Linked DNA regions of Mus musculus: region 1 is linked to region 2. A link is a contact called in public promoter capture Hi-C data. All regions are on one chromosome and are shown on one strand. Each heading gives the region's core, a stretch centred on a gene start, on an enhancer-like site or on the middle of the called end of the contact. The rest is flanking DNA. Distances are from core to core; before and after follow the strand shown.

Region 1 (4,832 bases), core at 1,416-3,915, 3.1 Mb before region 2:
TCATTTTGTCTCATCACATAGACATGTGTCACCCCATATTATCACAAGCAGGGTGAATATGGTACAATAAGATATTTTGTATTAGTTTGAATGAGAAATGTCCCAGACAGTCTCAGGCATTTGTACACTTGGCCTCCAACTGCTGGCACTGTCTGGGGAGGTTTGGTTTGCACCACCTGCCTGGTATAGTATGTCACTGGAGATTAAAAGGCATTCTGCCATCTTCAGTTGGCTCTTTTTCTTTTCTGTTTGTGGTTCAAGATGTGAGCTCTCAGCTTGCTGTTCCTGCTGCCATAGCTGCTGCCATCTTGTTGTTCTACCACCATAGACTCTTATTCCCCTGGAACCATAAACCAAAAATATACTCTCTCTTCCTTAGGTTGGCGTGGACATTTTTTTTATCACAGCAAGAGAAATGTACTAATGTATTCATATTCACATATGATAAAATCCCTTGTAATTTATCTTTATTACTGACCTATTATTAGTTATGGTTAACACCTGACTATGTCTAATTTATAAGTAAAATTCTTTACAGATAAAATAAAAGTTATTTTGCCTCAAGGATGACCTTACCTTAAAAAAGAAACGTATTACAGAATATGTAAGGTTTGGTTCTATCTAGAGTTTCAGATATTCCCTGGGAATCTTAGAATATGTTTCCTATGGACAAGATGGGATATGCTAAGTCAGAGCCTGACAAATTGTCTGGATAAGCAGTAGAATGAAACTCCATTTCCTCTGCATCCTTTCCAACACTGGATATCTTTCTAGTTCTCTCTCTCTCTCTCTCTCTCTCTCTCTCTCTCTCTGTGTGTGTGTGTGTGTGTGTGTGTGTGTGTGTATTTGAGACAGGATCTCTCACTGAACCTGAGTATCATCTCTAAATCAAGGGTGGTAGGTCAATGAGCTTCAGTGACTCACTTGTCTCTGTTCCTGTCATATCCACCTTACTCTCTGTACACAGTAACTTCCTATGTAGGAAAGATGACCATAACCTTCAGCTCTTTCCTTGTGTTCCACCTCAAAAGTTTTTGGGTCATAGGCCTGTGCTATGGAGCTGTTTTATATGCTGGGGATTTTTTAAAAATTTTTTATTAGGTATTTTCCTCATTTACATTTCCAATGCTATCCCAAAAGTCCCCCATACCCACCCCCCACTCCCCTACCCACCCACTCCCCCTTTTTGGCCCTGGCATTCCCCTGTACTGGGGCATATAAAGTTTGCAAGTCCAATGGGCCTCTCTTTCCAGTGATGGCCAACTAGGCCATCTTTTGATACATATGCAGCTAGAGACAAGAGCTCCGGGGTACTGGTTAGTTCATAATGTTGTTCCACCTATAGGGTTGCAGTTCCCTTTAGCTCCTTGGGTGCTTTCTCTAGCTCCTCCATTGGGGACCCTGGGATCCATTCAATAGCTGACTGTGATGCTGGGGATTTTATTGAGGGCTTCCTACAGGTCAGAGGGACACTACCGATAAAGCTACACCCCTGTCTACAAAATTCATTTTAAAAATGTTTTTATACCCAAATCATGCCGTTCTTTTAAGAAATAGTCTCATGCTGTTTACCATTTTTGGAGTTTGGTAAAATCCTATTTCCTTATTACACCAAATTTAGCAAATAGAATTAATACCATCAGGCAAGAATAAAGCTACTACCATGATATTTGAGTCACTCTTGAATCAAGCTTTATTAAATACTGGCCAGGAATGATGGACACAGGCCAAGTCTACACCAGGAATTCCAGAGTATGGCACCATATTGCATTTGTCAGGGGCTTATGAAGGCAAATCCCACAAGGGTATGCACTTTCTGCCTTTGTGGAATCAAGGGCAAACATTCTTCCTGCCCATTTACTTCCCACCTACATGTGACTAAGCAGATCTTGTGCAGTTTGGGCAAGCTTGTTATCTTTCTTGAACAACAGCCTCCAGCATTCCTAGAAGTTACCTTGAGCAAGTGGGACTTACAAATTAGAGATTTGTTTGTTTGTTTGTTTGTTTGTTTTATAGGTCTCTCTCTCCTTTTTTTTTTTTTTTTTTTTTTTTTTTTTTTCGAGACAGGGTTTCTCTGTGTAGCCTGGCTGTCCTGGAACTCAGGCTGGCCTCGAACTCAGAAATCCACCTGCCTCTGCCTCCCAAGTGCTGGGATTAAAGGCTTGTGCCACCACTGACAGGCTGTTTTATAGGTCTCTTAAAGTATAGTAACTAAAACTTAAAACATAACTTTAGCCTTCGCAGAGAAAATGGCTGTTTTTCTTTCAGTATTTGCATCTGGACAATTATTGAGTGTTTTTAGGTAAGAAACTAAAGTGCTGTTTGAACAGTCTTTTTTATAAAGATTTGTTTGTTTGCTCTAAAATGTAAGTTGTGTATCCTTAAAGAATTTCTATATACTTAACATATTTCTCTCAGCTGTCATAGTAACCTTAAAACTCAATAACTTATGTTTTCCATTTTACAGATGGGAACGTAGAAATGTAGTAACTTTCGTTTTAAACATTATCCAAGTATTAAATGACAGAACTAGGCCTAGGGCAGTCACTTGCAAGTGACACACCCAGATAGATACAGGCCCTCCCAGTTACAAGGCTGTCTGGGTATGCCTAGAGGCTGGGCGAGCTGTTGGTAAGGATCTGAGCAATTTGAAAGGGGTTGGTACTCAGAACTGGTACAGGAAGGGTTCAGTTCTTCTGTAAGCGCTGGCCCAGTTTACTACCCCCAGGTTAATCTGCAGGCTCTTCAGACAGGCCTTGGCAGGGTCCGGTGCTTGGAAACTCTAACCCTCTCTCTCGGTACCGCCCCTCCACCGCTGCAGCCTCTGCCACTGGGCGGCCTCTGCCACTGGGCGGCCTCCGCCAGACTCTGGGGCTCCCAGGGCTGGCTGCCGGGAGGCGGCCCACAGGCTCGCCCGGCCCCTGGGAGGAGCCCGGAGAGGCCCACCTGGCTGCGAGGCCTTAGGAGACCAGCGCTGTGGGGACTCCGGCGGCAGGTCAGTCTTCCCTCCACCCCGGCTCCGACGCTCAGTGCCCGGCGGGCGGCCGCGGCGTTGTCCCGGCCCGCTGCAGGCCCAGCTTCAGCCCCCGCACCCGGTACCGACTCATCCCGGAAACCGGCCGGCGCTTCTGCACAGCTCCGGACTGCCATCCCCGGGACGGGGTCGCCGCTCAAGGCCGGGAGGGAGCGTTTGAACCGGGCGAGCGTCACCCCGGAAGCACCGAGTCCCCAAACTTTTAGCTGCCCCGCTTAGAAGTTGTTCTAGGAAGACTTGCCAACTTTAGCCAGCAACTTTGGCGCGTGTGTCCAACATACCGCCCTGTTGAGGGAACCCGGTGAATCACAACCTCCTTCAATTCGGTGGCCCAGTTGTTCCTGGTTTAGATTTCCCGCTCTCCTCCGGGCTCTGTTCAGCCCACTGGAGTGGAGTTTCAGCCGCCTCGGAGGCACTGGGTTCAGTAAGCGAAGGAGGGAAAACTACTTAAGCATAGATGGGTAGCTTAAGAGAAACGTTTTGTACCCTGTCAGTATTTTTGAATAATTTTCACGAAAGCATTTGTCCTGGTTAGATTTTGCTGTTGTTATCAACTTGTCTCCATGCAGGGCCATCTGGGAAGAGGGACAAATGTTGAATGTTGAGATTAATGTGAGGCTGTTAGTGGCTGGGGAAGGGTACAGCTTTAAATTCAAAGGTCGCATCTGACCTTTGGTAGTGTCTTACCACCACCAAGCAAAACACCTGCGAATGACTTCCACGAGCAAGGATTTCCATGACAAGCTAACCTGTCCTATCAGGACACTGACTAGTTCAGGCTCTCTGGTTTTCTGACCCTCCCTCTTACCCACTCCCATCAATGTGAGAACAGCTTTGCCTTAGAGATTACAGCTCTACAGATAACAGGAATCCCACATTCCAGAAGAAGGCCACAGAAATTTAATTCAAGTGGCAAAATACCTCCATTAGATTTACTCAGGGGCAGATGCGGATCTGTTGGAGTGATAGATGGGGGAGGGCCCAGGCCAGCAGTGCCACCCTTGGGCCTGGTTTGTTTAAGAAAGCCAAGCTGGTTGATCCAGTTCGGAGCAGGACAAGCTATTGAGCAGGGGGGTCTGCCATGGTGGCTTCAGTACCTGCCTGCAATTGCTGCTTTGAGTTCCTGCCCTGACTCCCCTTTCAGGTGGATTGTAAACTATATGAAGTAATTCCAAAGTTGCTTTACCATGGTTTTGTTTATTTGTTTTTGTTTTTGTTTTAGTCTAGAAATACTAAGAAGACCATGGTTACTTTCACATCTAATTTCAAGCATTTTTTCTAATATTTATTAATTATATATTAATCGCGTTACTCATTTGCTAATTTCTATACAATGATAATTAATTACATTCTATAGTGTTGCTAAATATTAATAAACTCCTACATGAAATTTTGAAGTATTGATTTAAATGAAACACAGTAGATATTTTTAATTTTTAAGAAATTTATTTTTAATTTTTAATTTTGTGTGTGTGTATACAGGTGCCAGTTGAAGAGGTCAAATATATCAGGCCCCAGAGCTCGAGTTACAGAGAGTTATAAGCTGCCATGTGGGCACTGGGAACTGAACCCAGATCATCCTCTACAAGAGTATTGCATATATTATGTATATATTATTACATATATATATACATACATACATACATACACATGTCAGTATCTCTTAGGTTTCAAAGTATCTGAATTTCTAACTTGAATGTTGTGGATGGCTTATCCAGTTGGAATTGACTTCAGGATCCTAATCTTAATTCTGGGAAAGACATTAGGAGAAATGAGTTTCAATGCTAGAGTTTTAACT
Region 2 (4,955 bases), core at 1,142-3,641:
CACAGAGGTGTGTGTGAGTGTGAGAGTTCAAGAAAAGAAAAGCACACAGAAGAAAAGCAGAATACACAATTGAATGCAGAGTGTGTGCCGCCTCAAGCTGCGAGCGAGTGGGAGAGAGAGAGAGAGCAGGGAATGAGAGAGAAGAAAACCTTTAAGCCTTGAAAAGTTGCCTGCCAGCTTGTACTCAGAGTGAATAGAGTAGTCTGTGTCTATTCACTATGAATCTTCCAGTAGAGAACTCCGATCCTGTGTTGAGGCTGGACCCTGACAAAGACTCAAGACCAATGAAGCACCCTGTCCATTGAGTCCTATACTCTCTCCAAACATCACGTGTCCCCTCAGGCGTCTTGCCTGAGTCTGCATCATATGACTGACTTCTTCACATATCAAACTTGCTTTTTCACTAGAATGTAGTGATTTTTCACACATGATAAAGATTATATACACGATGTACGTAGAAGCCGTCTTATTCCTGGGGTCCACATGATGGAAGCAGAGAACTGACTCTGGGACGCTGTCCTCTGTCCTCCACACCTCAACTGTGGACTGTGGATGAGTGTGAACAAACTCACAATAATAGACGAAACAAAGAATCTAAAAGCGCCTGGCGTGGTGGCGCACGCCTTTAATCCCAGCACTCAGGAGGCAGAGGCAGGCAGATTTCTGAGTTTGAGGCCGGCTTGGTCTACAGAGTGAGTTCCAGGTCAGCCAGGACTACACAGAGAAACCCTGTCTTGAAAAACCAAAAAAAAAAAAAAACTAAAAGCACAATTATCAAGCCCATGTTTTGGAGAAGGACACAAATTCAGTCTGTTTACACCAAACAATTACAGTTTAAGGGTACACCCCTCTGCCTCCCACCAGCACCCAGTGAGCCTCGTGTGACTCCACTTTTCATGTCCTGAAATCATGGCTTCCTTCCCACTGCAGCCCACTGTCCAGGTCATCTCTCTTCCATCTGTGGCTGGACTTCTTCCCCTTTGATCAGCTGTCTTCAGACTCACTGCCAGGCAAGGATTTTCTTTTTCCATTGTTTTATCATTTCTTGAAAATTAAAGAAAGCTTCAATTAACTTTGGACATCTGAAATTGCTTAAATGTCTCAATTATTGTTATGGTCTATAAATGCCCCCCCCAGGGGGTGTGGGAACACCATGGTTTTGTTCACTAGCTATTGACCCAGTACTTTTTCTAGGACAGTTTCTTTCGGGGCCACCTTCCCCACTCTTTTACTTTTTCCATTGTTTCTTTCCCATTTTTGCAATGTCTTATTGGAGGTCATTTTTAAATCGCAGATCTGAAGAGTGCTTCAGGGTCCATTGGTCTCCTAGACTCACAATCGAGTTACATTCCAGTAAATTTATTTCTACTGGGAGTAGTTCTTGTATATTTTGGTATTTATACATTTTAGTGATTGTAGCAGCTTCTACCCTCAGAAGTCTTATTTTCTGTCAGGTTCAAATGAACATATCTAAATCTTATCATGAAATGTTTTATCAGGAGCAAACAGAAGAACTGGATGAAAAGTAGGCACACAAAGTACACGCCAATCATCGCTAGAGTCTTGCCTTCTGTCAGCTGTGCCTTTGGTATGATCAGTTGAACTAACAATGCCGTTTGATTTGGGGGGGGGGGTCACAGCATTGCTTCAGCAGTTTGAATGATGTAACTTCTCGAAGAACACATCGAAATGCAATAGCTCCAATAAACACCATAGCCCTTTCAGCTTGTTTTGCTGATAAGCAGACCACTGAATGGCAAGTGCACAGAGCAGCCAGGTCCTTCCCCATCTCCCATTGAACTACCTATTTTATTTGTTAAAATAATCTCCTAAGAAACACTTTCCAGATGGTGGCTTCAGTTTTTGCTAGAAGGTGAAAAACGATGGAAAGAATTAATAAACCCTTATTGTAACTGTATCCACAATCCCAGGCACTTGCAAGCACGATCTTTTGTCTCTAGAGGATCACTGCATGGAAAAAAAAAAAGCATTCTTTCAGTAAACCCTCGCGGGCCTCTGCTTAGGGACCTGCGCAGCTCCCATCCCAAGGGCCTCAGAAAATGGACAACCCGCTCTGGTACGAGCCCTGGGCGGAGTCTCGGTCGTTCGTAGAAAGCCCTGGCCAGAAGCCTCGCTGGGCAGCAGGAGCCAGCGGCAAGAACAAGGCGAACCAGGGGTTACAAAGCGGAGGGCTAGGGCCAGGGCGGAGCCTTAGGACCGGGGGGCGGGGCGAAGTCGGGGAGGAGCCTAGCAGAAGACAGCGCCAGGAGGCATAGGGCGGGGTCTTAGGGCAGAGAGGCGGGGCGAAGTCGGGGGTGGGGTGGGGGAGAAGCCTGCAGAGGGCGGCGCCCAGAGGTGTGGCATATTGGGGGCGTAACCGGGCTTGGGGCAGAGTCGATGTGGGGTGGAGCTGGCTGCGGGGAGCGGACAGCGGGGGGCGGGGCAGGCTGTGGCCGGGGCGGCCCGGGGCGGGGACTTCTGGCACTTTCTGGGAGCTGCGGGCGATCGGCTCACAGACCTTCTGGCCGGAAACCCGCGCGCTCCCGCTACCAGGGCCGTCGTCGTCAGCGCCGCCATGGCCAAGTGGGGCCAGGGGGACCCGCGCTGGATCGTGGAGGAGCGGGAGGACGGGACCAACGTGAACAACTGGCACTGGTGCGGTGGGCCCCGGGCGCGAGCAGGCGGGCGGGCTCCTGGGAGGGCCGCGCGGCGCCGCAGCACGGCTGCCCGTGGCGGGAGACGGTTCCTAACTGCGCTGGTCCTACGGCTTCAGGCTCCTCCTGAAGTTGGGCGAGCTCCAGAAGGGACTTCTGTCTCACCCTACCGGACAGCTGTGCCTCGGTCGCCCCTCACCCAGCCATCCTCGGCCTTGAGATGCGTAGTGCGCGTGCGTGCGCCGACGGTGCTGTGTCCGTGTGCAGTAGGAAGGCAGGGACTTGGATCTCACTTTCTTTGCTTTGTCTCAGTTTGCACTAGTTATCTGCCCCCCTTTGTGTCTCAGGAATACCGGGAGATGTCTGCCTCTTTGGCGGGCATTGGGGAAAGCTGAGGGAAGCAGAGCCCAGACTGCACCATAAGATGACTTAGCTGTCCTGAAAGAATTATGTTCTAGGCTGGATTCTATGATTAGGACACTGACGTCTCAGGCTGCTCTTTGTCCCCTTAGATGAGAACATTAGAGAGAATGCATAAGATAAATATGGAAATGCCAGATAACTGATATTGTGGTTAAGGCTATTTAAATGACTACCACCGTTACAGGTGGCCGCAGCTTAGCCAATCCATTTCCTGGGGTGGAGATTGCTGGACCCTTTTCCCCGGGGCCATTGTTTTTAAGATTACCCATTATTATATGGTGAATAATAGTGTCTTAAGAAACTGAGCAACAGGCTTAGAAGATACCTAGTAGAAACCTCGTCAGAGAAGCACATTTGCGAGTTGGAGGCTGCTTGAATACCAGGACTCACCTGGTCTGGGTTTGGATGGCATCCTGGCTGCTCAGATGGAGACCAGCTGGGCCATTCACCTGTCTTTCTATTCTCTGGCAGGACAGAGCGGGATGCCACCATTTGGTCCAAGGGGAAGCTCCGAGAGCTCCTGGTTGGCATTGCTATGGAGAATGAGGCTGGCCGATGTGAGATCAGTGAGTTGAAACAGGTGGAAGGTGAGGCTTCATGTAACAGCCGCAAAGGGAAGCTTATTTTCTTCTATGAGTGGAACATCAAGCTGGCCTGGAAAGGTAATGGGGGTCCTGGCAAGAGGCAGGTTGGGGACACCCTGTGTACAGTCTTAACGTTTAGTAGCAGTAGCTGATGTTCGGATGTGCTTGGTGTTGCTATGTTCTGAAAGCTGCACTTCACTACTCTAGATGCCTGAGGGGCAGTTCTTTCTCAGTTAAGCCCTTTTACCAGCATCTGTGACTAGGGCCTTAATGCAGCTGCCACCTGCCACCCTTCCTCCACAGATGCCTGCTTCCCTTAAAAATGTTTAATTATTTCAAAACTTAAAAAATTATTTCTGTGTGTGTGCGCACATACTTGGGTGTCGTAGCACGTGTAGAAGGCAGAGTTGGTTGGTAGCAAGTGCTTTTGCCTCTTGCTAGCTTATCTTTGTTGTCTTAATTCTATTATGTGTGTGGGCATGTGTGCCATGGTGGGCATGTGAGGTGCAAGGACACAGGAATTTAATTCAAGTCACTAGGCCCCAGCAGTAAGTTCCTTATCCATTGAGCCATCTTGTCAGCCCTCCCTTGGGGACTTTATCCTAAGATTGGGTTCTTTGGACAATCCATATAGATAGAATCCTGTCATACATAAAACTCTCTGCTTTCATTCCACCTTGTACCATGTTTTAGTACTTTATGCTGTTTTTATGTGCATTGTGTGGACAGAGCACATTTTATCTCTTTACCTGTTGATGGACCTTTTTGTTCATAGTTGTCTTGACTTTACCAAGACACGTGGTACTTAGCTTATGGTTCAATACTTGTTGACATGACCAAAGGTCAATCATAGGGAAAGGGAGAGAACAAGGAGAGATGTGGGTATGGAAGACCGACCGTATTGTGTTAAGAACTCGGGTGTCTGCCTAGAGTTGGCTACTTTCTGTGTAGTTTGTTAAGATGAAGCTCACTGAGCCTTCCTTGGCCTCTGAGTCAGGGAGGTGTCAAACATCAAAGCAGTCCTACTAAGTTCCCTGCAAGTTAAGACTAGCTTGGGCCACAATAAAAAGATCCCATTTCACAAGAAAGCTAAGAGCTTGGGATGTAGCTCAGCATCTGAATGCTTGCCTAGTGTGCAGAGGGCTCTAGGTTAATGCACGTGCGTGTAAGCAGCATCACGCCTGACTCTTGCATTGCCCTCACTTTCTCTGTGGTTGCTGCTGGTCCTAATGACCCCATCAGCTTGTTTCACTCCTTGACATCTCAAGTTGCAGAGGTGAATGGAGATCCAGAG

The links. Promoter capture Hi-C pulls out the DNA fragments that hold promoters and counts their contacts.
Region 1: a contact with region 2 is called in a promoter capture Hi-C map of pre-B cells, with 2.9 times the contacts expected there. The contact joins the promoter of Vrk2 here to the promoter of Ahsa2 in region 2. A contact is called at or near these places in 2 of 39 promoter capture datasets (frontonasal cranial neural crest and pre-B cells) and 1 of 484 Hi-C or Micro-C datasets (pre-B cells).

Annotation. Positions count from the first base shown.
Region 1 is chr11:26,591,753-26,596,584 of GRCm38.p6, reverse strand. It overlaps Vrk2 (vaccinia related kinase 2), which reads left to right and starts at 2,665. Exons shown (of 13, transcript NM_027260.3): 1 at 2,665-2,995.
Region 2 is chr11:23,495,475-23,500,429 of GRCm38.p6, reverse strand. Ahsa2 (AHA1, activator of heat shock protein ATPase 2) reads left to right here and starts at 2,391. Exons shown (of 9, transcript NM_172391.4): 1 at 2,391-2,655; 2 at 3,549-3,739. The coding sequence starts at 2,576. It overlaps 1700030C12Rik (RIKEN cDNA 1700030C12 gene), which reads right to left and starts at 2,669. Exons shown (of 3, transcript NR_166706.1): 1 at 2,519-2,669; 2 at 1,845-1,968; 3 at 767-1,044.